Linked DNA regions of Sus scrofa: region 1 is linked to region 2. Evidence: chromatin contacts called from public Hi-C data. All regions are on one chromosome and are shown on one strand. Each heading gives the region's core, a stretch centred on a gene start, on an enhancer-like site or on the middle of the called end of the contact. The rest is flanking DNA. Distances are from core to core; before and after follow the strand shown.

What was found. A called contact is a pair of places that touch in the nucleus more often than the background predicts.
Region 1: a Hi-C map of skeletal muscle shows a contact between it and region 2, with 2.5 times the contacts expected there. The contact joins the enhancer-like site here to the promoter of TDRD7 in region 2. A contact is called at or near these places in 1 of 5 promoter capture datasets (liver), 6 of 47 Hi-C or Micro-C datasets (liver, psoas muscle and skeletal muscle) and 2 of 2 datasets of contacts at active chromatin or transcription factors (alveolar macrophages and skeletal muscle).

The regions. Positions count from the first base shown.
Region 1 is chr1:239,343,090-239,347,012 of Sscrofa11.1, forward strand. TDRD7 (tudor domain-containing protein 7) reads left to right here. Exons shown (of 17, transcript XM_001924680.5): 9 at 3,895-3,923. Among named protein-coding and RNA genes, the nearest start is that of TMOD1, 30 kb to the right of the region's middle. Within about 2 kb of position 2,207, at least 33 of the 83 cell types and tissues checked have an H3K27ac peak or open chromatin away from gene starts, as enhancers often do. A contact at or near this core is called in alveolar macrophages and skeletal muscle, where this site is marked.
Region 2 is chr1:239,284,350-239,287,916 of Sscrofa11.1, forward strand. It overlaps TDRD7 (tudor domain-containing protein 7), which reads left to right and starts at 1,279. Exons shown (of 17, transcript XM_001924680.5): 1 at 1,279-1,459.

The sequences.
Region 1 (3,923 bases), core at 957-3,456, 60 kb after region 2:
AACAGAACTTAAGCTATTGGATGGCACAGGGATTGCTTATGAAAAGAAGAACCATACACAAACCCTAGTGACGTGTTCACAGTACAACGGTGTTTACAATAAGTACTGCAAATACTCCACAAGGGTGGCTCCCAGTGTGAGCTCTGTAAGGGCAGAAATCACCTGGACCTTCCTTCCTTCTTTCTATTTTGGGAGTTTAGGCTCTAGAGTCCCATAGATCTGAGTTTGAGTCCCCGCTCTGCCGCTTCTACCTCTGCGGCCTTGGGAAAGTTATTTATCCTCTCTGATTCCTTACCTATAAATTTAGACACTGTAATCATGCCAGTATCTGCTTGATACAGTTTTCATTGATTTTTTTTTCTCTGTCCCAGGGAAGGAGACAAGACAGACAAGTCTTTGTTTTCAAGAAGCTTATACATTAGTTAAAGACGATTAACCAGTATATAATAAACAAACAAGACCCCTTAAATGCAGCGAAGGAAGTAACCAGGGTTCTGTGATAGAAATAACTGTGATGGATGGGATAAGCAGGAAGATGTGATCTGGTTTCCATGCATCAAAGATTGTTCCCATGCCTGGGAGGGGCGTGTATTGGAGTAGGACAGAGAAGGAAAGAAAGGCCAGTTAGTTGGCTGTTGGAATAGCCCGCCACTTGTAACCTGAGTTAGGGTGTCAGTAGTGAAGACAGAAGTACTAGGTCAGATTCAGGATATATTTGGAGGTAGAACTGACAAGACACCAATCATTGAATGTGGAAGGAAAGGAAAGAGAAGAGTCAGGATAGCTACTGTATTTGGAACTTGAGCAACTGGGTAGATAGTAGTGCCATCTATTGAAATCTTGAAGTCAGGGAGAAGAACCAACATATAGGAGAATCAAGAATTCTGTAAGATCTGGAGTTCCCACTGTGGTGCAGTGGAAATGAATCCAACTAGGAACCATGAGGTTGTGGGTTTGATCCCTGGCCTTGCTCAGTGGTTTAAGGATCCGGCATTGCTGTGGCTGTGGTGTAGGCCAGCAACTACAGCTCTGATTAGACCCCTAGCCTGGGAAACTCCATATGCCACTAGGGCGGCCCTAAAAGGACAAAAGACAAAAAAAAAAAAAAAAAAAGAAAGAATTTTGTAGGATCTTACGGAGTAGCACAGGGAACTATATCCAATCTCCTGGGATAGACCCTGATAGAAAATAATGTTAAAAAAAAGAATGATTGAGTCACTTTGCTGTACAGCAGAATTGGTAACAACATTGTAAATCAACTATACTTTAATTCAAAAAATTTTTTTGCTGTGTAGCACCGGGAACTATATCTGGTCACTTATGATGGAGCATGATAATGTGAGAAAAAAGAATGTACATATGTATGTGTGACTGGGTCACCTTGCTCTAACAGTAGAAAACTGACAGAACACTGGAAACCAGCTATACTGGAAAAAAAGTAAAAATCATTAAAAAAGTAAAAAAAAATTTTGTAGGACTTGGTAGATTTGAGAATGGCTATCAGATTTCACATGGACGAGCCTCAAGGGAGGCTCAGGGAGAGGTCAGGATGGGAGAGAGATGGGGTTAGGAGAGCATCCGCATGTAGGTGCTGCTTGCAGCCATGGGACTAGGTCAGACCACCTGGAGGAAGACTCACCCATAGAGCAGAGAAGGGGACCCAGAACCAGGCTCTGAAACACTTTAGCATTTAGATGGTGGCCATGAGAGGAGCAAAGAGGGCTTTAAGAAAGGCCAAAAAAAAAAAAAAAAAAAAAGAGGAAAAGCAAGAGCACAGTGTCACAAAGCCAGAACAGGAAAGTGCCTCGTAAAGGAAGTGATGGCTGTGTCATTGCTGCCGAGAGCTGTGGGCTGCTGTTAGGAATGAAAGGGGCAGTGTGGTGGTTAGTTCTTACGACAGCAGGCATTGTAGCAACCCAGGCCTGATCTCGTTCCCCATATTCCCATGGACCAGACAGGGGAATTTTACCCTTCCTTTATCTGGAGACCACCCAGCTGCTTTGTAAGTCTTGTTTCTCTTGAATTTTACTACGCCTGACAGCAAGTTCTAATGCCCTCCTTGCTTTCCGCAGATCTTGGTGACTACGAGAAACGGGAACATGAGGTCACCCCCTCAGGTTGTGCCAGTTTGGCCTGGCCCAGGCCCACATACCAGGGGTTATTACATACAGGGCTTATTCCTGGTCATTACTCAGGCAGCACTTTGAGACCTTTGGCCACTTGAGGGGGCCAGAGAGCCAGGAATGGACTGGGGCCCAGTGCCAGGGTCCTGAGCCAGGGCAGAGGGTGGCGAGAGTCCAGCTGGATAACCCATGGCCAAATGTTTTATGAACTGCAGCTGCCATACCAATACATGGCCTCATGATTCAAAAGAAGAAAGAAAGGAACGAAAACAAGCTCCAGACATTACGGAAACCCTTTGAAGAACGGAGAGCCGTCATTCTTTAGACTCCTGGTGCTCGGAATACCTTCTGATTTGCCCAGGAATCATGCTTTCATATGTTCTGTCCTATTCTCAGACCACGATGTCTCCATTTTAGGCCTAGGAAGAGCAGGATCCAAGTTGTAGGTGGTGATAGCTATTAAAGGAAACAAAAGCTGCGTGAATCCCAGGGCCTTTGGGAAGGAAGAGCAGGTGCTAATTTAGGACTGGAGAAGCAGCTGGCTGCAGCAAGGGGTCCCTGCAGGGGGTTGAGGCCCCAGGGAGCACTGTGTCAAGGTACAGGCTCTAAGAGGGAATCCTTTGCCCCACAGACCCAGTTATCAGGTGGTCAGGGAAGGGCCTTAGTCTCTCTCTCTTTCCTTCCTTAGATTCTCTGATGGGGAGAATTTTTGTTCTGTATACATAGTACCATAATCTGGGTACTCAGAAGCTGTAGACTTTATTTTACTGCAGAAATAAAATTCTGTGTTACTTGGTATTTCTTTGCCCTGCCTTTTTGTTGACCTGTTTTCTGTAATAATCATCTCTGGTTTGTGTTAGAGAAGCGTACTAAGTTTTCATCACTTTGCCTCAGGTTCCTAGTTGTCATTCTAAACCACAGCTTACTGTTTCTAGATTTTCTTTTTCTCCAAAAAGAAAAAAGCTTTGGTTATATCGTCCTTTTCAACTGAAATTTTTATTAATACACTGAATGTAATATCCTGGCTCTCAGCAATCTCTGCTGGTGGTGAGGAAGTGCCAGGCAGGTTTTCTGCAAACACAAAACTCTGTCCAGGAGACTTGGAACCTTTTGCTGCCCTTGATGAAAGCCGAAGCCAGCTTCCTAGCCCTGGAAAAACCCAGAAGTATCTACTTTTACAGTGTAGAATTCCAGCCACAACGTCACTGTGTGTCCAGCCACAACATCATTGTTGTCATTGACAGAAAGCGTCTTGGGAAGCCTAATGGCTGAGAGCAGACTGTCACAATTAGGAATTTGGACTCTGATGAATACCACCAGTGCAATGCTTCCTCTAGAAGCAGACATTGCTGCCTAAGGAAGCAGAGCCTTAGTGGAAGTGTATAAATCAAGAAAGAATAAGGCGATGCAGGCATTGTGATATTAAGGACTGGGCGGGGCAGTCAGGGCTGGTAGCCCACACAGGTGCTGCAGAGAAGCTGGCAGCGCAGGGCATCGGGATCAGCAGGCTTCCTTCCTCTTCCGGCTGGCAGAGGTGCAGCAGAGGAGCAGGGCCTGGGAGTCAGGCACCCGGGCTTCCCAGGCCCCAGCCCAGCCTTCCTCTTCTAGGCTAAGTCAGGGGCACCTCCCCTGGCTTTTTCCAGGCAGTGGTGCAACTTCACATGTTGACTACAGAATAAAATGAAGCCAGTTAAATGCATCAAGTGATTTTTTTTTTAAGTGAGGATAAAAAATTTTATTTGAACCTAAATGTTGTTTCTGTTGTCTTTAGGTATGCTATGTTGACTATGGTTTTAGTGA
Region 2 (3,567 bases), core at 29-2,528:
GGGTCATATGGTAGGTTTCATACACCCATACAATGGAATACTACTCAGAAATGAAAAGACTTGAACTCTTGGTGCACACAGCAATATGGATGAATCTCAACATGCTTCTGCTGAGTGAAAGAGGCTGGATTCCCCCCCCCCCAAAAAAGACAGCACATATATGATTCTGTTTATATAAAATTCTAGAAAAAACAAACTAATCTATAGCTACAGAAAACAAAGCTGCAGTTGATAAGGCAAGGGACAGAGGCACATGAGGTGAGGATTATAAACGTGCATGAGAAAACTCTTTTGGGGAGACAGATATGTTCATTATTTTTACAGCAGTGCTAGTTTCACAGCTGTATACACATGTCAAAACATCATAGTGTACATTTTAAACATGGGTAGCATGTCAATTATACTTTAATAAAGCTGTAAAAAATACTGTTTGAATAAATAGTAGGCCCTCAGTAAAGGCATATAGAATGAATGCAGCAAAGTGTTTATAGTTGGTTTAAGGAATACAAACCAATATGCCCAATAAATGTTGGTAGAATTAATGTGCAGAAAAAAAAGTGAATACTAGGTGTTCAGTAATTTTATAACAAATGAATGAATAAATGAATTTGAGAAATGTTTATGTCAGCCTACCCTGTGCCAGGGACTATTCTTGGTTCTGGGAATAGATTACGGAACAAAACAAAGATCCCTGAGCTCATAGAGTTTTAATCTGAGGAGGACAGTAGACAACGAAAAGGTAAGTAAAACACATAGAGTGTGCTACCCGGGTGCTAAGGAGAGAGAAAGGTGAGAAGGCGTTGGGACAGGGAATGTTAGCGAAGGAGAAGACATTTTTGAGAAGGTGGCTCCTCCTCGAAAGGGTAACCCTTGAGAAAAGACCGAAAGGAAATGAGCGGACCAGGTGGGTGTCTGAGAGAATAAAAAGTAACTGCCCCAGAAACGAAGAAAAGACTGAGCGAGAGCTGAATGAGACATCTGACGGGTACGCGAATGCAATAGCAGGCGCACACATGTGCTGGTGAAGTGGGCTGGGTCCCGGGTCTTCCCGGCCCGCCCGTTCTTGCATCGTCCACGTGGAGGCGCTCCTGCGCCCGCCCTGCCGTCGTCTTCCGCCGACGGCCCGTGCGTGGGCACGCGCAGAAACCGCTAGGCGGCGTCGGTTTCCCTTCCCACGCGCGGACGCCGGCGTGGGCGGACGCGGCCGGGGTGCCCGCGCGTGCGCAGAGCCGAAGCCGGGCTGCCCTCGGGGAGGGGCGGAGCGGGGCGGGGCCGAGCAGGGCGGGGCGGGGGCTTGAGGTGATTCCCGAGCCGCGGCGGCGGCGGCGGCGGCAGCGGCGGCTCCGGCCGTGCTGGGGAAACCGAAAGTGGGCGGTGGCTGCGGCTGTGGCCCTGGCGGAGACGGCGGCGAGAGCCGGGCCCAGAGGCGCGGGGACGGGCCGCAGGCCCCCAGAACGAGGTGAGCGCAGGTCCCGCCGGCTGCAGAAACGACAGGTGCCGGGCGAGGTTTGGCGAGGTTTCAGGCTGGCACAACGCACCTGGGTCGCTAGCGGAACAGTGGCCCGAGCGGGACTCGAATGGACCCCGGGCCTCTTCCCTGCAGCCGCAGAGGATGCCCCGGTCTCCACCCAGGAAAGCGGGCTGGGCTCCAGGGAGTTGGAGTTCCAGAGCGTTGTGTTGTAAATCTTTGATGGGACCCCTCCCCCGACCGCTCGGGGCTGTCTGGGCGTTCACCCCTGGGGAGTCGGACGGACCCCTGACGCCTGGGAAACTCAGTGCAGTGGGGAAATGCAGCAGGGGGGTGTGGACAGGGGGCGGGAGATGATGACCAGGAAGTGGTTCCTGGTACCGGCGCAGGGGCCCCCAGCCGCCCGCTTGGAGCAAGGGATAGCCGGGCCCCCTGGCTATTGAACTCCCGTATTTTACACCGTGAACTTTAAGTTCCTTAAAGGCACGGACCTCTCTTTACAGACCAGCCCTGCAAGCCGCTTAAGTAATGTAGGACACAAATAACTATCCGCTTCTCTTAAACCGCGAGCACCTGGTGGGTACAGAGCACCAAGTAAGGAGGGAAATATGAATCCAAGAGTGAGTTGTCTCTTTACTTTCGCCAGAACCCCCAACAGGGTCAGGTTCTCAGCCTCAGTTTAAGGGCTCGGAGCCCGCATGACTGTTCTGCTCAGATCTCCTTGAGGGGGTAGGTGCAGTACATTTCCATACATAACCAAGGGCACCACTCACTCCCAAACAATTTCAAAGAACTGGAAAGGGAAACAGCGATGTTAGAAAACGTCTTGGCCCCAAAGATTCCCGAAAGCCACCCTACAAAACGAAAACAAAAATACCACTGATCTGGGTCATCCCTCCTTCCCCACTTTCGTGCAGGTGGAAAATTTGCTGAAAAGTGCCCTGCCTTGTGATAGATGACAATTTAATGACCGAAGTGAAAATTAGACCCAAGTCCCTATTCCCCATCTGCTTTGATGTGCTGGTGTTGCATACTGTGCATAGTGGGAGCTTTGCAGACTTGGCTTCTGGGCTTCTCCACTTCGTAATTGTGTAAATTGAACAAATTACATAGTGTTTTTGAGCCTGGCTTTCTGTTTATCAATTGGAAATACTTAACTTTGCAAGGCTTTTGTGAAATAACTACTGTAGTCCCTTTGACTCATAGTAATAAAGAAGTGTTAACTCTTTTCCTTCCACCAGACTTCCCATATTTTACATAATTGTGTTTCACTCTCTTGGAGGCAGGGACATAACTTTAAGTTCTGTCTATCATATAAATTGGACCATGGTGGAGGTTTCTGCACGTTCACTCAACTGCCATTCAGGGAGCATCATGAACTGTGCTGGTGCGGGAAATGGCTGTGGAGCCAACCGGGGTAGAACCTACATCCCCTGTGCCTCCCGTCCAGGGCCCTTTGCCAGCCCACAGCCTCCCTGTGTGCTAGAGAAACATAGTGAGACTGTGAAGTAGCACTTGGTGGTGCCTTCAGATTACAGCCCCTGTAGATTGGAAATGAAATGTAATCCCTGCTAATGCCCTTTTAAGTGTCCTAGTTGAACATGGCTGAATGAACTATTGTATTTTGTACCTAGAGATTTAACTCTTTGAAGGATGTCTCTTTAAGTTCTCAGTGCAGTACAGTCTAGTTAGAGACTTCATATGAATGTAAAGGAAAAATAGAATCCAACTCTTAAGTGCTGACTCTGTGAGCAAGTGCTATTTCTGAGAACCGAGATTTGACATAGAATGAATGCTTTGCTTCTGGGCAAAGCTTCAGGGTCAGCAGATACATACAAAACGGACAGAGGTTCCTTGGTGCTTGGAGTGAAATCTCATTTCATATCTATGTGAATTGGTTTTTTTCTTTCTTGATGGAAAACTACCTTTCTCCTCCCTGCTCCTGCCTTTGTGTTTTTAGAAGCTTCATTCTTTTCATTATTTCCCCTATTGGGCCAGTTTTTTACAAAATATTGCCTTTTATACAAACAATTTAAAGGCAGTTTGTCATTTTTAACTGAAAATATGTGTGAGGATGTATGGCAGTTAATGCTTCTGAT